Regions from separate parts of the Salmo salar genome. Here region 1 is linked to region 2. Evidence: chromatin contacts called from public Hi-C data. All regions are on one chromosome and are shown on one strand. The core of a region is the stretch at or near the end of the contact, and the rest is flanking DNA. Distances in the headings are between cores, read along the strand shown.

The links. A called contact is a pair of places that touch in the nucleus more often than the background predicts.
Region 1: a contact with region 2 is called in a Hi-C map of gill, with 2.7 times the contacts expected there. The contact joins the promoter of LOC106574126 here to the enhancer-like site in region 2. A contact is called at or near these places in 2 of 3 Hi-C or Micro-C datasets (gill and muscle).

Annotation. Positions count from the first base shown.
Region 1 is chrssa16:51,411,126-51,414,436 of Ssal_v3.1, forward strand. It overlaps LOC106574126 (profilin-2), which reads right to left and starts at 1,286. Exons shown (of 3, transcript XM_014149743.2): 1 at 967-1,286. The coding sequence starts at 1,095.
Region 2 is chrssa16:51,337,718-51,341,290 of Ssal_v3.1, forward strand. All of the region lies in intron 3 of rnf13 (ring finger protein 13), which reads left to right. Among protein-coding and RNA genes, the nearest start is that of rnf13, 22 kb to the left of the region's middle. Within about 2 kb of position 2,099, at least 3 of the 13 cell types and tissues checked have an H3K27ac peak or open chromatin away from gene starts, as enhancers often do. A contact at or near this core is called in gill, where this site is marked.

The DNA.
Region 1 (3,311 bases), core at 36-2,535, 73 kb after region 2:
TCCTGTACGCGCGTTTATTTAAATGCTGCAATCTGGAAATTGACAACACAGGCAATCCTTGCTAAAATAGTTAATTTCCATGCTTGCTAACTAACAAAATGGAGGGTTCATGAATGACCAGGAATAATGCAATGTTAGCTTAAAAAAAAAAACGTCCAAACTAATAGTATATTGTTGTACAACGACCAATGTGCTTCGAGCTGGTGCATATAATTTAAGTTCCCATACGATTACTTGCGTAGACTGGAAGGGTCAAAAAAATGAATAAAAGCAGGCAGAGGCGGCGCCATCTTGGGAAATTAAAAGGGGCGGCAGCATTGCAGCGAGGGCCTGATTCACAAATGCATTTACGAACTCCGCGGAGTCTACAATTGTACATTTAACATATGAATGCAGCGCAATGATCCGCCAACTTCGCCTAATCACTTTCGGATCTGGATGACCTGAGAGAGTGCCATTTTTCACCGCCGCTCCTCCCAAAGCCCGCATTGCCGGCTAGACATAACAGGGAAACTGGTTTCAATTTAACATTTGTGGTAACACGTTTTCCTAACGCACACTTTAAGGCTTAATGTGGGGAGTTACCTATGCTAACAGACGCCAAATAGCCTGGCTAATGTGTTGATAACTAGTTAAATGTGTCAGTCAGCTGGTTAACGTTAACAGTTAACTTGCTAGACCACAACTAAATTTAATATAGTTTGTGGTCCTAAACCTATTCACTGATATTTCAAATAACCATGTGACAAGTCTTAATAACTCTACCGAAAAACACCGGATAGCATGTGTTAGTTAACTCGCTAGCGTAACTAGCTAACACATGCTGCCTGTCTAGAGCCCGTTCCGTCTGGGGCTTTCCCCTTTAGGCAGGGCCCAACTCCCATATTTAAACAGACTAAAATACCGGCATTTACCGAGTTCGTAGATTAGTCTTTTAAATTATTATTTTAAAAAAAATGTCCTTACCGTTATGTTAACAAATGTACCACCGGGAAACGATGCCCAGACATATTTGGCGTCCGTATACCCAACAATGGCGGAGTCCTGGCAGCTGCCATCGGCCATCAGGTTATCCACGTAGCCTTGCCAGGACATACTTGCGTATTAGTTCAAATGTGGATATATATATTTAATAAAAAAAATATATATGTGACAGGTACGCTGGAGCAACAGTGATGGTATTATAAGCTGTATTTTCGGTGATTTTGTAGTCTCCCAACAATTCCCCAGCTCCGTCACGTCCCCGCTTTCTTCTGGGTCTGAAGAAGAGAAGCCTCACAGCAAACGGGTTGGGTGTAGTCCTTCAATAAATCACTCCGCCCAGTCGTTGTTAGGCTGAACTTTATTGCAAATCGTCGGTTGTCGCGGATGAATAAAACGAGTGTTCCTAAGAATGATTTGTACGGTGTGGTATCTATTTTATTTTTATATTTTTACAAATTTGTCAATATGCTGAATTTTTTTTTTTTTTAAATCGTTTTGTAAGTCAATCTTATGTGGTATTTTACACAAGCCATATGCTCCTTCTGACCAGTGACAGACTTAATTTTTTCATATGACATAGTCCTTCTTTTCCCGCCACGATGTCCTTTATGAATCAAAGTATGTCATTGGAATTTCTATTCAATTGATGGCATATATATATCATCAATGATCCTCGTCAGATTCTTGTGCGATAATTTGTCAGATATTTAAGATTGAAAGCATGCAATAGTGACATTTAATTTGTGTTAGACAGTTAGTCAGTCTACAATTAGTCCGTTTGCAATGTTACTTATTTTACAACAAACAAGTCTGAGATCCCAAACTAGCCTATTTAGCTCCACTTTATTAGAAAATAGAGGTCGCCATATTTGGAGACATTTAATGCATGTGATTGAACTAGCATAAATTCTGGTGGCAGGTCAGACCAGTGTGACGCCTATTACAATAAATGTTGTGTACAGAATAAAGACACCTGTTGGTTACATATTAACTCACTCAGGGTGTAACAATATTGGAGTAGATGTTTATTCCGTTTGTTAATCGCCATCTGCATGGGTACAGCATGATAGAATAGATGTTCGGCATTTTCTCAGAAGCTGTATGTAGCATATAACAACAACAAACAAAAAAAGTGGGAAAGTGGTAAACAGAGCAACCTCTTTCTAGCCAGGTCCCAGATCTTTGTTCTATCTTGTCAACCCATTGTCTCTCATTGTCATGGCAAGTTGATGATAGCACAAACACATCAGGGACCAGGCTAACCTCTTTCCACATGTTCTCATCGACTTGCTCTTAAAAAAAAAGAACATTATCTGAGTGTAGGCATCATTTCATTTCCCCAGAGAGGCAGAATGTGACCATTGTCTCTGATCTTTAAAAATATATATATATTACCTAGGATGATTCATTCATCCCTTGGCCCTCTCTCTCCTTTGGCTGAGTTATTACCCATGACTCTACCCCTTACCCCTTGTGCAATTCATCCAATCCAAACACTTTGCACCCTGAGAATTTGCATGATATTGCCCTGTTGTTGGGACTATTTACTTCAGAGGTGTGGTTTGTTTTGCTGAGTTCAATGTTCATGTACTTGTCACATATTGATACAAAGGTTCTAAGTAATATGTTCAGGCAGGGAAGGCCAAAAAACAAGTGGAGACGCTCCACTGAGTAAAGCGGGGATCTCCTGGCTAGAGGCAAAAGCCTTCTCACAGAAGAGACTGAGGTGGAGAGCCATGGTAGAAGCCCAATGTTCCCAAAGGGCCAAGAGGTTTAAGTAAGCATTCCTCATCAAACCAGGATCTGATATATAAATACACACAACTTCCTTCTCTTACCTCCCTATTGAAATAACCACAGTATGTGAAAGTCTCTGTTTTTCCAGAAAGGTGCAGAGGAACATAGCAATATAGCATTAGTTTCTCTCCACCTAGGTAGAATAACTTAGTCCGGAATACGTGGAGTTTCACCTTGCCTTATCTGTGTGTTGTCAAATAACCAACCCTAATCCTAACCTTCTCCTAACCTGCCAAGTTAATGATCCTAACCTTCTGCGTAAATTCTCCTAACCTGCTACGAAATAGCAACTTCTGGTCGTAGCTATGCTCCCTCTAGTCAGAACCTCCAATCTGCTGACCACGCCCATATCCATCCTATGTAGTTGGTTACCAGGCCAACCCTTGTTGGGTGGAGGTAGTTTGACCAACCAGCTGAGTGAGTCACTCAGCCAATGAGTCATGGACAGAAAGCTGACCTGTTTTTTCTTTTTTTTTTACTGAGGAAATAACTCAGCAATAGTAAACTGCTGGCAAGGCAACCCTGATATG
Region 2 (3,573 bases), core at 849-3,348:
AGTTATATGTGGCAGAACTCCAGTATTGTTCATCCTATGGCTTGTTCTCCATCTTCTTTTAAATAGTGAGCACTTTTTTTTATTTCCGTGACTGATTTTAAAACTCTCTTGTCCCTCTGTAGCAGACAGAAGAATTGTGATATCGTATTGTGAGGTCCCTGGTAATTCCCAGCTCTACTTCTCCCCCCCCTCCCCCAAGCCCAGCCACTTCACACACTCGTTTGAACTCTCTGCCAGCGTCTGTGTGGATGCACTGCGGCGCTTTGAGCAAGGCAGGCGTGGCAGCCCACACCCTAGGGCTCATCGTCTGTCTCACTTTGACATCTTGTTCCATTAGTGTTCCATCTTGTAAAAACAATATGGTGTCCTACATGTTAGTTCGGCTGCCATTTGGCTTCAGCAGGTCGCCCTGCGACGGTTGCAGTTCTACCAGTGGCATGCTGTCAGTGTTTGGACAGTAACTTGTCCTGCTGTGTTAACAAACTGTTTGGTAAATGTGGCGTGTCGACCATGTTTCGGTCTACTGTCCAGTGATTATCTGTGCAGTCGGGTGCACTGACCCAGAACCCATTTCTTCTGTTTGGTGCTTAAAGGGGAAATCTGTAGTTTATACATTCATTTTGACTTTTTTAAAGTAATGATATGTACCCAGTGATTCTTGAAGAATATAACTTATAAATGTTTCATGAGCTTAGTTCAACTGTTGTCTCCCATCAGAACCTGAAGTATAGCTTGTTTTACTCCAATGCTTGTTTACATATACTTTGTTTACAAACACTTCGTATAGCTTCAAAACATGGTTAAAACGATCATTTTGATATAATGGCTGGCCACTCCTTACATCCATAGCTTGGTTATGAATTTGAGTGGTTACATTTCTCCAGCACCACCCCTGAGCGTTTTTAATAAAACAGGGGCGGTGAGCTAGCTTTGTTATTGTTTCAACTGCTGATTGTAGCTTTATGGAACACCACTACTATTCCCTTATGGCTTCCACCTCTCCAGTCCCTGTGAAGGCTAGTGAACCACGGAAGAACTGAGAGAAGAATGTTTAGGAATGAACTGCAGCAGCTTCCATGTCCCAACGGATTGCAGTCCTGATGGAACAAACTTTCCATCCTACAATGGCGCCTGCAGCTTGTCCCAGAATCACAAGACACTTACCAGCTTGCTTGTCTCTCATGATTTCCCAGTGGGCCTCATTCTGGGCTTTCTTTCAGTGGAACCACACCCCTCCCATGCCCCGAAATGGCACAGTGTATGACTAGTCGTGTGTCCCAAATGGGACAACTGGGATCATTAAAGGAAAGTGTGCGAAGTGAACGTGCGCCAGCCATTCCCTCAAGGGTGAAATAGTACTAAAGGCAATGATATTAGTGACAGAAATGTAGCCGAGTCCTGATGTTCTCTTCTAGAACACAGTGTGTCACGAACAGAGGTTTTCCCGCTAAATCTCCTGTCTGTTCAATAGGATGTAACAGAACTTTCTAGTTGAAATGTATCATGTTGAAAAATGACTTGTTGTCTGTCAGCTTCATTCTATTTCTATCTACATCGGTAGGAATTCCCCCTGAATACACCCCTTCCTCTTTTAATTTGGTCAAAGCAATGGTTTTCATGTTGTGTTCCTCATGCGAAGCACCGGACTTTCACTTCCACTCTTCTTACAAACTATAGACTGAACATCGATACCAGCGTGACCTGGGGATGGTTTATGCTGCCAAGGTTGCAAAAACTGGTGTTAGATTAGGCCCTGTTTACGTTTAAATATGTTATTCCTCCCTACTTTGGGGTAGTCTAATCACTAATCTAACATGACTAGAATGCTGTAGGCTATGTGCTGGAAATGCTGATTTACCCCTATCAAGTCATGTCAGATCTGTGATTAGTTAAGGAAGGATAATAAAAATTTGTCTGAGTCGCTTCCCAGTTTATTTGGGGTAAATATATGCAGAGAGATTCCTAGGGCTTTGTTCAATTAGTGATAAAGCAGCAGATAATTGCCCTGGGGGAACTTAACGGAACAGTGACTGGCTTTTAGCAGGGACAGGAAGCACTGTGTCATATCCTGTCATATGTCTGGCTCGGGATGCAGGAGTGGGAGTGGCCTGGGAAGTTGAAGGGCAGCTGGATTCGGCCTGTGGCTTTGGAGATGGGATGCGGCTATGTACACATGTTTTAAAAGGGGAAAAATCATGCTGACCCATTTCCATTCCACACAGCTACAGGGCCTTCAGAAAGTATTCACATCCCTTAACTTTTTCCACATTTAGTTGTGTTACAAAGTGGGATTAAAATGGATGTATTTTTTTGTTGGTCCACAATCTACACAAAATACTCTGTCAAGTGGAAGGAAAATGTGTGAAAAATGAAACACTGACATACTTTTGTGTGTGTGTGTGTGGACACAGCTTCAAATTAGTGGATTCGGCTATTTCAGCCACACCCGTTGCTGACAGGTGTATAAAATCTAGCACACAGCCACGCAATCTCCATAGACAAACGCTGGCAGTAGAATGACCTTACTGAAGAGCTCAGTGACTTTCAATGTGACACAGTCATAGAATGCCACCTTTTCAACTAGTCAGTTCGTCACATTTCTGCCCTGCTGGAGCATTTGAATCCCTGGTCGTTGTGTTTTTTGAACTGCTGCTTGCGTTCGCAAAGGGAAATGTTTTGTTAGCCTTAACCTACTTAGAGATTGAAACCCATGCAGTCAGATCCTGAAGCCTGACTTTCATCTGAGCGTGTCCCAGTCCTCTATCTATACCACTGTGTTACAGTGGCCTGGCCTGGCACTCCTAGGATGTGCCACAAATGGCACGGACCCTGGTCAAAAGTAGGGCACTACATAGGGAATAGGGTGCCATAGGCCCTGGTCAAAAGTAGGGCACTACATAGGGAATAGGGTGCCATTTGGGACGCAGACCCAATTCAGAAAATACCACTTTATTGTTCTGTATCAAGTATTACAACCCAGTTTTGGCCTGTAAAAATGTTCCACTTGATTCCTTATTTCATGCGACAGATCAACATTAAAATGGAGAAGTTGATATGTTTCTGGGTGCCGATATTACTTGATTTCCTAGATAAAATGTTTGGCTCTGCTGGTTTAGTTCCCATTTTTTGTGCTGTCTACAATTAACCTTACATGTTAGATCCTTGTCATGTCATCTGCTTAGTGTGCATGTGCTTAGTGTGCATGTGCTTAGTGTGCTTAGTGTGCATGTGCTTAGTGTGCGCGTGCTTAGTGTGCGTGTGTGCGTGTATGTGCTTTGTGTGCATGTGCTCAGTAGTTTCACTGTAACATGAGATTGAGGGGTTTAGCCATTCTTCAATACAGTTGAATCCGTTGAGCTGCTGCTCCTCTGTGTGCAGTGTATCTATGAAACCTTCTCTACTAATCTGATTTTTAGATTCATTCATTTTAATCTGCTTAAAACTGCACAAACTGGAGGCTATTTAATAATTCCTCTGTTTTTCCTCTGTTATTACCGAAGCAAATCCATAAACAGGGTCTGCGTGAGTGACATTTTACGGACTGGGATTAGGTATAGACCTGGGTTTAGTGAC